Linked DNA regions of Sus scrofa: regions 2, 3 and 4 are each linked to region 1. The links are chromatin contacts, called in public Hi-C, HiChIP or PLAC-seq and promoter capture Hi-C maps. All regions are on one chromosome and are shown on one strand. Each heading gives the region's core, a stretch centred on a gene start, on an enhancer-like site or on the middle of the called end of the contact. The rest is flanking DNA. Distances are from core to core; before and after follow the strand shown. Region 1 holds the start of PPM1L (protein phosphatase 1L). Region 2 holds the start of NMD3 (60S ribosomal export protein NMD3). Region 3 holds the start of SMC4 (structural maintenance of chromosomes protein 4). Region 4 holds the start of TRIM59 (tripartite motif-containing protein 59).

Region 1 (3,269 bases), core at 562-3,061:
TGTACAGAGGAAGTTATAATATATCCTAAAACCCTTTGTAATTTACAGTAAGAAATACTGTAAACTTACCTTCGTAATTACGCTAATGCACTGCCTTTGCTTTATAGCTCCTAAAGCCTTTTGAATTCATTTATTTCATTTTGGAACCTCATGCCTTAGGACTTTTGAACAGAATGATCTAATTTATTACTAAACTTTTTTTCCCTCTATTTATCAGGTAGAAAATACCAAAAAGTGCAAGAGACCATATCTTAGTTGCCAAAAATAACACACTAGTAACTGCCTTTCACATTTCCTTCCTTTCCTATGCATATGTACATAATTGAGATCATATTGTACATGCCATTTAAATGCCAAAGTTTCCATTTTTTCTTGGTTAAGATGGCAATCTATGACTTTTATAAAACCTTTGGAAAAGTTAAGGAAAACAGAAGTTCAAAGCAGAAAATGAAAGCCACATATAATTCGCTACTGTAATTAACCATTGTGAACATTTTGGTGTATTTCCTTCCAGTGTTTCATCTCTTTTTATTTATTTTTTGGCTGGGCCTGCAGCATGCATAAGTTCTGGAGCCAGGGGTCCCACCCGAGCCACAGCAGTGACCATGCCTAATCCTTAACCGCTAGGCCAACAGGGAACCCCTACTCCTTTTTATTTTTATTGTTTTCTAAACGTAATGGGATCACTCTAAAGTAGGAGTGCTTGGGGAGAGAGACACTGGCTGGGCTGGGAATCAGTCAGCCTCCACTCTAGTCCAGCAGACTGGAAGCTGCAGATCAGCACTCCTCTTTCTGGACAGGGGTAGCAAGTGTGAATATTTTCCTTTAAAGCTCACTGGTGTCCATTTTCTAAGCTGATTTGCGCATTCTTCTTTTTCCCCGACATCCTAAGGCCACAGACACCTGCCCATATTTCAACAAGTTATCTTTGATGCCTTCTGGAAGCCCATTCACTTCTGCTTATTGGGAAGTCTCCTGCCATTTCACCTTCTGCGATGACAGAGAAGGTGGTAGGAGGCCGCGAGTTCGAAACTTCAAAGGGAACTGCAAACCTGAACAGCAGAGTCAGAGCTCTCGCCAGCAGCAGGGCCTCCGGGGCTCCACTAGGACACTCTGTGTGTCTCCGTGGAAGGGTTGAGACCAGAGATGGCCTTTGTGGCTAAGTCCTAGCTCCTGGGGCGGCGGTAGGTCGAGGAGAGGCCAGTCCATCCGCGTTGCTCCTGAGGTATCATCAGAGCACACTTCCACGTGGCTCTGAGTCCTCATATCCTGCTGTTCTCGGGAGGTGTTTTCTCGTCGAGAGAGAGCTTTTGGGCCAGACGCTCGCTCTCCGCCTCTCAGCAGATCCAAGCAGGCCTCAGTTACAGAAAATCAAGGGACCGACCCTCTCCTCCTCCCTTTGCGAGCGTGGAGAAGTGCGTCCCTTCTCGCTTGCCTTATGCCTGGTGAGGCGGGGACCGCACTACCGTGCCGCCAGCCGGAGGGGGGGACGCTCACGTGCGGCCCTCTGCTTTCCAGCCGGTAGCAGTTGCTCCAGCGAAACCGCCGTTCAGACCGCCATGGTCAATATTATATTGTCCGGAGAGTTCGCACAGGAGGCAGAAACGACCATGCGTTCGAGCTCGGCCTCAAACGCGCCCCTTTCCGCCACCCCCCTCTCCCTTTGCCTGGACCGTCCGCAGCTGCTAGCGCGCCAGCAGCTGCCGAGCTGCCTCTGCTTTTGACAGCTCCACTAGAGCACCTCCGGGCCTTGAGTCTGGCTCAAGGGGCGGGACGGGGCGAGGCGGGGCGGGGCAAGCGCGCGCTGGGCGGGGCGAGCGCGAGCCGGAGCGCGAGGAGGGTGCGCGCGAGCTGAGCCGAGCTGAGCGGAGAGAAGCTGGGAGGTGCTGGGGAGAGGCAGGCAGAGCCCCGCCGGCCGCCTGCGGCTCCGCGCCGATCGTGCTGCGTCCCCGGGCTCCGCGTAACCCCACTTCTGCCCAGGCTCTAGCAAAACTTTTATTCTCTGGGGCTCCCCGGGGTGTGTGAAGGACTCGGAGCGATCGGCCCGCTCTGCGCTCCCCTGCAGCGGCGACCGAGGGGACGTGCATCCCTCGCCTGCTAGGCTCTCGCGTCCCGCACTTCCTCACCTGCCGATCGCTCCGCGGAGCGGTGAGGGCACCCGAGGAGGGGCCACGCGGGCGCCAGCACCCCAGAACTCCCCCGCCCACCGCGGCAGATCCGCTCGGCTCAACTTTAACTTGATCCTTCTCGTCCAGCCTCGGCACCCGCGACTGCTGCTGCCACCGCCGGCGTCTTGGCCGCCGCCGCCTCACAAAGGGAGGCGGCGCGGGCGGCGGGCACAGGCGCGGGTGCGCTGGGCACGAGCCTCCGGGCAGCCGAGGCCGGGAGACAAAAGGGAAACTGCCTTGTTCGCCTTGCCGGCTCCGAGCTGCCTGCTTATCTGCCTCCTGCTCCCCCCACCCCACTTTGCTACTGCTCCGCCTCCCTCCCCTCAGGCTGTCCCCGCAGTGCTCCGGGACCCAGCGAGCCTTCGGGGCGTGCGTCGCTGCTGGTGGTTGGGGCTCTAGCGATAATAAATGATAGAGGATACAATGACTTTGCTGTCTCTACTGGGTCGCATCATGCGCTACTTCTTGCTGAGACCCGAGACGCTCTTCCTGCTGTGCATCAGCTTGGCGCTGTGGAGTTACTTCTTCCACACGGACGAGGTGAAGACCATCGTCAAGTCCAGCCGGGACGCCGTGAAGATGGTGAAGGGCAAGGTGGCAGAAATCATGCAGAATGACCGACTGGGGGGACTCGACGTGCTGGAGGCCGAATTTTCCAAGACCTGGGAGTTCAAGAGCCATAACGTGGCTGTATATTCCATCCAGGGCAGGAGAGACCACATGGAGGACCGCTTCGAAGTTCTTACGGACCTAGCCAACAAGACGCACCCGTCCATCTTCGGGATCTTCGACGGTCACGGGGGCGAGGTAGGAGTTCTCTGAGGATTTGAATGTGTGTGCGTGTGTGTGTGCGTGTGTAGACAACAGGAGAGTTGTGTGCACAGCGGGGTAGGACCTGAGTGCGAGGGGTGTGGTAATGACCTGGTGGCAGGCTGGACAAAGCCACTAGTTCCGAATGTGGCGAAGTTGCCAAAAATACTGCTTGACCCAGACTTTTTGTACTGAGGGTCATTCATAACCCATTTCTTGCCTCATAATTTATGAGGTTTCCCAAGGCCGGAACCCCGCAAATGACTGTGCTAGTTTTGCTGGGAGAGTTGA
Region 2 (3,269 bases), core at 266-2,765, 480 kb after region 1:
AACTGTTTTATCAAGTAGATAATTTACCAACATATATTGAGGGTCTGTTTTGTGTTAAGTGCAAGGAATACTGAGAATAGACCTAGACTGCTCTCCATGAGCTTGAACTTGTGGAACAGTGCTGTTAGCACTCTTACAGGGGCATACACCTCCTGTAAACATTTTATAAGACCATACCTGAAGGAGGAACCTCTATTTCAGACTTACAACTTCCAGACTTACAGCTTCCAGAACTGTAAGATAATAAGTCTGTGTGTTTTTTTAAGCTACAGAATTTGTTATATTTCATTACAGAAACAATGGAAAACTAATACGAGGTGTTTGAGCTTCATCTTTAAGGTCGAGTGTTTCAGATATAAGCAAAGGAAGATTACTTCCTTCAGGACCTGCCAGTTGGTTTGTATGTCTGAGTGCTTAGGAACGTGACAGGTTATGTCATGGTCAGATCCTGAAGGGTCTTTTCTCTATGCAGAGAAATTGGAAATGCTCCAGATCATGACCACTCAAGAATTAAAAAAAGTGGAGTGTAACAAAGCCAAATTTGCATTTGGAAGGATGGATTGGAATCTGGAAATAAGGAGGGGGAGATTACTTAAGTACCCTAGGCAGTAACTTGGGGGTCTTCTTTGTTTTTATTTTTTGTTTTTTGTCATTTTAGGACCATACCTGTGGCATATGGAAGTTCTCAGGCTAGGGGTCCAATCTGAGCCGTTGCTGCTGGCCTACCCCACAGCAATGCCAGATCCTTAACCAACTGGGTGGGGCCAGGGATCCAACCCACATGTTCCTGGGTACTAGTCCGTTCATTACCACCGAGCCACAACAGAAACTCCTGGGAGGCCTTCTTTGATCATGTTCTATAAGATGACCATAATTATTCCTTGAAATTTGGGATTAGAAGACAGAAAAATGATTGCCTTCTTCAAATATTTGAAATATTGTCATGAGAAAGAGTGATTAGACTCTTTCTGATCTGCTCTAGGGTCAAGGTATATATAGTCATAAGGAAATATTTAGTGCACTTTCCGGAAGCACATTCTAATAATTAGATTGGTCTAAAAATAACAAAGACTTCACAAATAATTATTTCTTACATATCCTTCTTTCATCTATTCAACAAATATTCGTTGGAGCAGTTAGGATGTGGCATTAGGAATATAACAGCAAACAAAATAGACAAAGGCACTGCCCTCGATGGAGTTTAATTTCTCTGTATAATGTAGTACCATTTATCTACAACTTTTATATAATCATTTAATCAAGAAGCAAGCTCCGAATAGGGATATCTGAAAAGTGACTTATATACTGGCTTGAGTGAGCTCTGGCCAGGGAAGATCGGGAAGGATGATAACCAAACAGAAGAGCTGTAATGTTTCTTTAAGTCTCAGGCGCCTTAGGACAAGAGAGCCCCACCTCCTCCCCTCCCCCCGCCACTCCCCCTTCTTCTCCCCTTCCCCCTCCCGACTCCTCCCCTTATTCTCCCCACCGCTCGCCACGCCCGCACCTTTCTCCGCCCCCACCCGCTGCTGTGACTCGCTGCTCTCGGCCCGCGGGATCTCGAGCTCTTCTCGCGAGATCGTCACCATCCCGGAGTCAGCTGTGGTGGCCTCTGACTGGGCGTTAAGTGTGCGTTCGTTTTGGGGCACCTCTGGATCTGGCCCAGAGGCATTAAGTAGGTTCTGGGGGCCGAGACCTGGGCTGCAGTCGCGCGGGTCCCTAAGAAGGAAGGGGACAATTCCCTGAGTTGTGGGCCGACCTCGGGCCGCGTGCTCAAAGCGTGTGGGCCGGCAGCCTGGAGCCCGCGTGAGGTGTCACTCTCAGGGTCGGGGTCGGGTGGAGATGGGGGTTGGCCCGCAGGCGCGGTGATACCGCCCGCAGACTCCTGCAGTATGGGTTCTAGGCACTCCCGGTGCCGGCCTGGGGCCGTGGAGTTGGGGGACTGTCAGGGCGGCCGGACCCAGCCAGCCCCCTCTTGCCTCTCCGTGGGTTCGCCCGGGTTGGCGCCAGGTGACGCTTGAGGTCAGCGCCGGGTTCAGTGGCTCGAGGGTTTGTAGAAACCTCCGAAATTCGCTTGGTTCTGTTAGAGAAATCACTTTCTTTCAAAGGTACTAGGTAGAATGTGTTTTTTCTCATTTGTTGCTTTGCGAGGCTTGGCTGCCTTATTCAGAGGCAGAAGATTTGTATAAACGGATGAGTAGACGAATGTCTAAATCTTAACTATTTTCTCTTTTTAAAATCAGGGTATACAGAAAAATGGAGTATATGACAGAATCCATCAACCGTACACCTGGACACATGTGAGTCGCATGCCTTTTCCCCCACTCTCCTTAAATTTCAAAATGTTAAAGTGAGTCTGAAACTGAGTGTGGGCAACGCCTTTCTTTTGAGTGAGGGGATTTTTCTGTCTTAAGTGGGAAAAATGAAAAACTATTTCTTGAGAAAGTCGAATTCAGTTTTCACTGGAAAGTTTGTGGTGGTAAATACTGCTTTTAAGAGTGTTAAAATAGTCACTATACATTCTGCTAGATTGGCATCAGCCATAGACTATACGTAGCTTTTTAAATTTTAAGTAATTAAAATGTAGTAAAATTAAACACAGTTCTGGAGTTCCCGTCGTGGCGCAGTGGTTAACGAATCCGACTAGGAACCATGAGGTTGCGGGTTCGGTCCCTGCCCTTGCTCAGTGGGTTAATGATCCGGTGTTGCCGTGAGCTGTGGTGTAGGTTGCAGACACGGCTCGGATCCCACGTTGCTGTGGCTCTGGCGTAGGCCGGTGGCTATGGCTCCGATTCGACCCCTAGCCTGGGAACCTCTATATGCAGCGGGAGCGGCCCAAGAAATAGCAACAAAAAAGACAAAAAAAAAAATTAATCACAGTTCTTCTGTCTACTATCCACATTTCAAGTCCTCAGCCGCCACATGTGCCCAGTGGCGACAGTTGTGAACCTCAGAGGGTATTAGAATACTTCTTTTGGATAACATCAGTGATTCTTAAACACTTTCTGTCCCCAGTACAACTATGGTTATGATGCTTCCATCAGTTACACAAAAGAAGTAGACATGATACTTTTTACATCCTTTTTTTTTTTTTTAATTGTCTTTTGTCTTTTTAGGGCCACACCTGTGGCATATGGAGGCTCCCAGGCTTGGGGTCAAATTGGAACTGTAGCTGTCAGCCTACGTCAGAGCTGCAGCAATGCCAGATCCCAGCTGTGTCTGCCACCTACACCACATCACAGCTCATGGCAACACCGGACCCTTAAACCATT
Region 3 (3,269 bases), core at 322-2,821, 360 kb before region 1:
TAGTTATGTTTTACAGACTTCAAAAATCCAAAAGATTCCAGATGCTTTCAAAGAGAATTACTACATTTTCCTCGCACACCTACGGGTCAAAATTTTTTTTCATTGAGTTTACTGTCTGTAGTTTGTCCTTCGAAAACAATTTTTTTCAACTTCAAATATAAAGGTATATTACAATAAGGAGTCAATACTTACTCAAACCACACCAGTCTCCCCTCTTCAACAAATTCTTACACTTGTGGGCAGTGGCCTCTACATGTCTTCTTGGGAATCACTGAACCTGAATATGCTCCTCAGGGCAAGGGTCATACATACTTACTTAGAATGACAATTTAAATTCATGCATAAAGAGGATTTATTGGGGGTTTAGTATGTCAGGCACCAAGTATTAAAAAGCTAAAAGGGGGAATAAAAGAGTTCCCAGTTCTCCATGTCAAGTACTTTAGAGCTGCTGAACAAATGCTTATTGGAGGTAGTCAAATCAACCAGTGGTTAACATTTGGGGGATTAGGATCGTGTTTGAGAATTTGATAAAAGTTCTGGGAAACTCCTCAGAAAAATTCACAAGCAGACATAATTCTGTACACAGCTAAAGGGGCAAGGGGTTGGAGATGGAGAGTGGAGGAGAGGTGGTATGAACAATCGCCTACCACCAGATCCATAAACTCCAGGTTAAAAACTCACTAACAAAACTAAATTCTCTGGGAACAGAAATACTACCTTGATAATCTTTCTTATGCCTGACACAGTGCAACGTGTACAAAGCTACTTAATATTTGCTGATCGATAATTTTTTCATAAACATATGATACGAGCAAATCGTTTCTTCTATTACGGAGTCTTTCAGCCAAATAATTTTAAAAGCCAGAAACCCTCTTTCGCTAGTGACGCTAACGACCTAATACTAATAACTCGAAATCCTTATTTTGCTATTTACTACAAGATCATTCACCAATCGAGGTCTTCTCCTTGTTGTCCCCCTACTCTCTCCAAAGACTTAGGGCTTCCTCTGCATCCCAAGAGCTACGTCCAGAGCCCCAGTGCTCCAGGGAGATGGAAAATAACTGATGCTCCAAGCTGCAAACACCCTAAAAGCAGGAAAAGTGGGTCCAGTAATGGCCACAACCTCTAAACTCTTTCCTCACTTCGTCCAGAGATAGAGATTTACCTTAAGTAAGTTCCAGGAAAGCAGTGGCGATCGCTCTCACAGGGGTGCTACCAGTTACCAAGAAGCCTCGGATCTCTTCGTCACCATAGCGACTTCTGAGAGCAGAGCGAACTCCCTCTTCCCGCGATACTTCCCGCCGCGTCACCCGAGCGGGCCCGAGACCCCGCCCCTAGCGAGCCCGCCCTCTTGTTAAGGAGCGTTATTGGGCTTCTGTGCCCGTTGTTTAGCTGTGGGCGGGGTCCCATTCTGTTTTCTTCCTCTTATTCAAAACTCCCAAAACTTTTTAAAAATATATTTTATATGAATGTTGTTGTCCATAGGCCCAAGGAAAACATTGCTTCGCTTTTCTTTTTCACTTAGAAATGTCCTCTGCCGCCAGGGTCCCGCCAGCATTTCGCGCATGCGTGTAAACGACATGAAGATGGCGACCATAATCGCCGCAGTTTTTTCAAATTAGTGGGTCCCAGAAAGCATTGCGCGCATTTGTAACGAATTTCCGTTCGAGTTTGTATTTTAGGCGCCATTTTCGAGTGAAGGACCCGGAGCCGAAACACCAGTAGACGCGGGGGGGTTATACAACCGTTTCCAGCCTTGGTCTGAGTGGACTGTCCCGCAGGTAAAGTACCTCTTTTCCTGGTAGAGTTGTCACACTCTTACTTCCTGCCCCGTCTGCCGGCACCTGGGAAGAAAAGGCCTTGAGCTGGAGCGGCCGAAGTCTAGGCTGAGGCTGCCGCCGGGAGGTTTCTCTCGCTGTCACCCCTCCCCCCTCAGCCTCTCCTCAGCATTCGGGGCTCCCGCGCGCTTCTTCTGGGCGCCACTTCTTTGAGCTACTTGGGCGTCGCTCAGGGGACGCGAGGGATCGGGGCTTAAGCTTCGTGGACTTCTTCTCAGAAAACTTGGTCCCGATCGGACTGTAGGGTTTCCCCTTGCCCCGGCCCCCTGCCTCTCTCTCTCTTCTCCCAAGGGACTGATTACCCGATCTGAGCCCTTACTGGTGACCTTTCCTGGTTTATTGCCTAGCGGGAGTCTGCCGCGGACACCGGAGGTACAAACCCCTGCTGCCCCAAGGTGATTTGAACCGGAGCCGGCACTGCCGGCCTCCGATTTGAAAATCGCGGGGGTCGACCCCATCCACTGGTCCCTATCGGGCAGTCGTGAGGACACCTCAAAGCCCGCGGGCGGTCAAGGGCTCCTAGAGCTAAATGGCGAGGAGAGGATAGTGGGCGGCGAGCAGCCGGTTCTTCGCTGCTCTCGGAAGTTGAGAGCCCCTCAAGCCTAAAGTTAATACGAACTCTTCGCTCTCAAAGTGTGTGCGCTTGTATTCCTAGCCCCGGGAGCGTGGGCATGTCGGTAAACGCCAGTTTACTTCGTTTAGAAATTACGTTAGAATATTCTTATACCCTTACCTTCGTCGGGGGGATGGGAAGGGAACTTTAGAAAATAAAAAGAACTAAGCTTGATTCCCCAAGCACGTCTAAGTTTTCCCACTTGCTTTGGACTTAGGAAAACGGATCCCGCCTTCTTGGCACCTCGAGGGGTTTTGTGCCTTCTTTCTCGAGGACCCGCTGGCGTTGAGCAGGGTTTTTAAACGGGGCTTTCGGAAATAGATGGACGGAATTTTCCCCGGGTTGGGTGGGGTGGAGGCTGGGCCCATCCCACCGCCGGGCCAGCGGAGAATGGACCCTCAAGGTCCTGCGGCTCGCGGGCTGACTTGCCGCCGGCTCTTTCTCGGCCCCAGCGACCATGCCCCGTAAGGGCACCCAGCCCTCCACTGCCCGGCGCAGAGAGGAAGGGCCGCCGCAGTCCCCGGACCGCACCAGCAGCGATGCGCAGCCGGAGTCGCCGCCCGGCTGCTCGGAGAGCCGGGCGCCTGCCACCGCAGGTGAGTAGCAACCGCGGGAAAGCGCATGGGGGATCCGGGTGTGTCCGCGCCCAACCCAGGACTGTCTGGTGTCTTGGGGCGCGGGCAAGAGGGGCTTCGGGGTTGCGGTGCGAACATCTCGTGTCGGTTCCGTAGACCCACTGAAGAAAGCGGTCTGGCGAGTTTCACAGATTAGACTATGCAGTTTCGGTGTAACGGTCCTGGAGGGGGATGGAGGCGAGT
Region 4 (3,269 bases), core at 236-2,735, 310 kb before region 1:
ACATATCCTTTTAAAATTTCTAGGAGGACAAACAAAACAGTTAATAGTGACTAACGACTAACTTTAAGCTATAGATCAGATTAGGGAGTTGTTTACTTTTCACTTTATGCTCCATCTATATGTTTGCATTTTATACACCCACCAACATATCTTTTTTCAAAAGATTTAAATTTTTCACCTTACAGTTTGTCATACACTCAGTAAAAATTTACTGAAAATTTCTTTGATATTCACTTAATTTCCCAGAACTTACCACTTTGTTGACCTTCTGGTTTGAAGACTGAATATACTCTATCTTCTCCAACTTTTTCAGATGGTTTTATTCTTATTCTAAAATAAAAATAACTTTAATGTTCTGGATTTACATTCTCAAAAAAATACATTAAATACGATATCATAGGGAATGGCTGTTATTTCACTGCCTTTGATGTTTATGCTCTCTAAGCCTGTGTTTTCAGAAAAGTAGTGACAAACATCAAAAGCTGTGGAGCAGCAGGAGCGGCACCAACTGCACCTGGAAAATCCCAATAATCCTGTGACCAAGTAAGTTGTCACAAAGGACCTCTTATTAGAGCGTCAACTAACTTCGGAGCTCTTGAAAATATTCGCCAACAATGGTGATGAGGGAGCAAATATTCACGGTCATTTCAGACTGCTGAAAGCTAGTCGGAAGACAAGAAGCATCCATTTAAGTGAAGATTTTTGCCAGCTTAAAATTATAAATCTTGATTTAGGTTATTCCCATCAATACGTCTGTTCATCTCTTGGTTCAGCCATTTAAATGTTGAGAGATCCTGGGTCAGTTTTACTTAATGCCTCTCAAAACTGAGGTCTCACATCTGTAAAATGGGCATAATTACACCTACTCCTGTTAAATCCAATGAGAACCTCTCGAAAAGAAGAGGCCTAAAACAGCGCTACCCTTCCCATCCCCTACCCCAAAGCTAAGGGCAACTCCCCCCCTCCCGCCGCGGGGTCTCTCTCCCAACGCCCCGGCTCCCTCGGCTCCGAATCCCCGCGAGGTCTCCCAGCTCGGCGGAGCCCCGCTCCTCCCACCCTCACGCCACAGAAGGGTCCTTCCTCACGAAAACGCAGTTCCACACCGGAAGGGGGCAAAGAGGTTCTTCAAACGCTGCACCTGGGACGAACGAGAAGCGATGCGGCACCCAAGCCAGCCCTCTCCATCATTAAGCCCCTCGACTCTCCTCCAAACCCCGCAGGACACCAGCCTGCGCTACAGGGGAAGAGAGGGACCCAGAGCCGCCATCTCCAAAAGAAGAGAAGCTCTTAGACTCACCGTGGAGACGAGCGAACCAGGTACCTCCACCGGCTGAAACAGCTCCACAACCTGCAGTGTGAAGCTAAGACCTGCGCAGCGTACCCGCCCTCCTCCGCCCTGAGGGCCTTCAGGTGCCCAGACGGGGCGGGGCTCACGAGCCTTACAACGCAGGCGCAGTGTCCCGGCAACCTTCAACTGCGTGGCACCAGCCAATGGGAAAGAGCGCGGGGCCGTGGTTCGAAAGTAAACTGCCGACAGCTGGGGCCGGGCGGGGCGGGGGCGTGATCGCGTGGGCTGGGCGCGAGGACGGGCGTGGTTTCTGCGCCTGCGCACTATGCATGGGTTGCCACCCGGGAGCTAGGCAGGCGCGCAGCAGGGAGCCCTTCTGGCGGCGTTGACTCCTGCCTTGGAGGGCAACTGGGCGGTGTTGCAGGAGAGGCGGGGTCTAGCGGAGGCCGATGTTTTTTATAAAAAAGCTTCATACCACACCTTATTTAACCTGGATTTAAGCCGGCACGTCGTAAATGTAGACTTTAAAGGGCAGCGTCTTTCATCTGACCTCACAGGTTCCCTGAGCCCTGAGGGCAGACGCACCCCACTGGGCAAGCTCTGTCTTCTCCTGAACCCTGGTTTCCTTTTGTTTAGGGACTCTGGACACATAAACCCACCAAAGTAGTTGGTTCTAGCAAAGGAGGAGGGGGCTTCTGATTATTGAGAATTCTCGTGTAGTTAAAGAGAGCCGACTCTGGGAGAGCTAGTGGGACCTTAGGATTCAGGATCTCCCTGCATCTCTCCTTACTCTTCCTCCCGCTCCCCAGCCCCGCGCCCTCTTTCCACGCTGTGAAATTATTGCCTGGAGATGGCTGTTGCGCAGAATTCCTGACTTCCAATTCAATTTCTCCACCAAGTTCCTATTTCACTTTCTTAGTCCCAGACTCAGAAAACGCACAGTTCAGTAAGTCCTTTACCCTTTTTCTTGAGAAATCGTATCCAGCTGTATGTGGCTCAAGACAAACTCATCACAGCTTGCCTCTCTTAACAGCAGATAGAAGTCGATCACGTGTGCAAAATAGAACTGTTAGCCTCCATATACTGTGTATTGCCAGTACTTTCAGATCTTATGCTCTTATGCAGTAAATTACAGAAAAATAGTAAACAGAATAAATCACACTAAGGTAATAGCAGTGAGTCTTGAGTCAACCTCCTATATGTTTACCAATTCAGCTACTGAAAAGATTGCTTATGATGTGTGGATTCCACTGTAATGTGGTGGAATATATACATGTAGGCTTTATTGTGCACACAAATTTTTTATTTAAACATTGGTGTCATCCTGATAAGGAGTTTTCCTTTTTGTCAAAGCAATACGTTAATATCTTTCCATAGCAATAAATGCAGCATACTTTTATATTATTTTCTCTTTTAAAAAATGTAAGAGTGGGCGTTCCCGTAGTGGCTCAGTGGTTAATGAATCTAACTAGGAACCATGAGATTGCAGGTTCCATCCCTGGCCTCGTTCAGTGGGTTAAGGATCCCGCGTTGCTGTGAGCCGTGGTGTAGGTCACACACGTGGCTCGGATCTGGCGTTGCTGTGGCTGTGGTGTGGGCCCGCGGCTACAGCTCCCATTGGACCCCTAGCCTGGGACTTCCATGGGCAGCGGGTGCAGCCCTAAAAAGGAAAAAAAAAAAAAAAATGTAACGGTGATGTTAACTAGGGACCTTAGGTAATTATGATGTAGGTTCTTCACTTTTAACAAATGCACCACTCCAGAGAAGATATTGATGACGGGATGAACTATGCATGGAGAGGGAGCAGGAAATGCATGGGAATTCCCTGTACTTTAGCCTCAGTTTTGCTCTGAACCTAGATAAAAGTCTTGATGATTTTTAAAATTTTAATCATTAATGTCTTAATATTTTTTAATTTTAAATAATTTTTTGAACAAACAAGCACAAGCAGATACTAGTACTTTTTTTTTTCTTATTGCTC

What was found. Promoter capture Hi-C pulls out the DNA fragments that hold promoters and counts their contacts. A called contact is a pair of places that touch in the nucleus more often than the background predicts. HiChIP or PLAC-seq counts read pairs in DNA pulled down with a chosen protein or histone mark.
Region 2: a contact with region 1 is called in an H3K27ac HiChIP or PLAC-seq map of skeletal muscle, with 6 times the contacts expected there. The contact joins the promoter of NMD3 here to the promoter of PPM1L in region 1. A contact is called at or near these places in 1 of 5 promoter capture datasets (fetal liver), 7 of 47 Hi-C or Micro-C datasets (heart right ventricle, liver, mesenteric adipose tissue and 3 more) and 2 of 2 datasets of contacts at active chromatin or transcription factors (alveolar macrophages and skeletal muscle).
Region 3: a Hi-C map of skeletal muscle shows a contact between it and region 1, with 4 times the contacts expected there. The contact joins the promoter of SMC4 here to the promoter of PPM1L in region 1. A contact is called at or near these places in 1 of 5 promoter capture datasets (fetal liver) and 4 of 47 Hi-C or Micro-C datasets (heart right ventricle, liver and skeletal muscle).
Region 4: a promoter capture Hi-C map of liver shows a contact between it and region 1, with 1.9 times the contacts expected there. The contact joins the promoter of TRIM59 here to the promoter of PPM1L in region 1. A contact is called at or near these places in 1 of 5 promoter capture datasets (liver) and 1 of 47 Hi-C or Micro-C datasets (heart right ventricle).

What each region holds. Positions count from the first base shown.
Region 1 is chr13:100,440,634-100,443,902 of Sscrofa11.1, forward strand. PPM1L (protein phosphatase 1L) reads left to right here and starts at 1,812. Exons shown (of 4, transcript XM_021069737.1): 1 at 1,812-2,975. The coding sequence starts at 2,577.
Region 2 is chr13:100,923,170-100,926,438 of Sscrofa11.1, forward strand. It overlaps NMD3 (60S ribosomal export protein NMD3), which reads left to right and starts at 1,516. Exons shown (of 18, transcript XM_021069741.1): 1 at 1,516-1,672; 2 at 2,241-2,297. The coding sequence starts at 2,254.
Region 3 is chr13:100,076,578-100,079,846 of Sscrofa11.1, forward strand. It overlaps SMC4 (structural maintenance of chromosomes protein 4), which reads left to right and starts at 1,572. Exons shown (of 24, transcript XM_005669952.3): 1 at 1,572-1,781; 2 at 2,904-3,047. The coding sequence starts at 2,909. It overlaps IFT80 (intraflagellar transport protein 80 homolog), which reads right to left and starts at 1,571. Exons shown (of 20, transcript XM_021069731.1): 1 at 1,166-1,571.
Region 4 is chr13:100,131,632-100,134,900 of Sscrofa11.1, forward strand. TRIM59 (tripartite motif-containing protein 59) reads right to left here and starts at 1,486. Exons shown (of 3, transcript XM_005669954.3): 1 at 1,298-1,486; 2 at 254-330.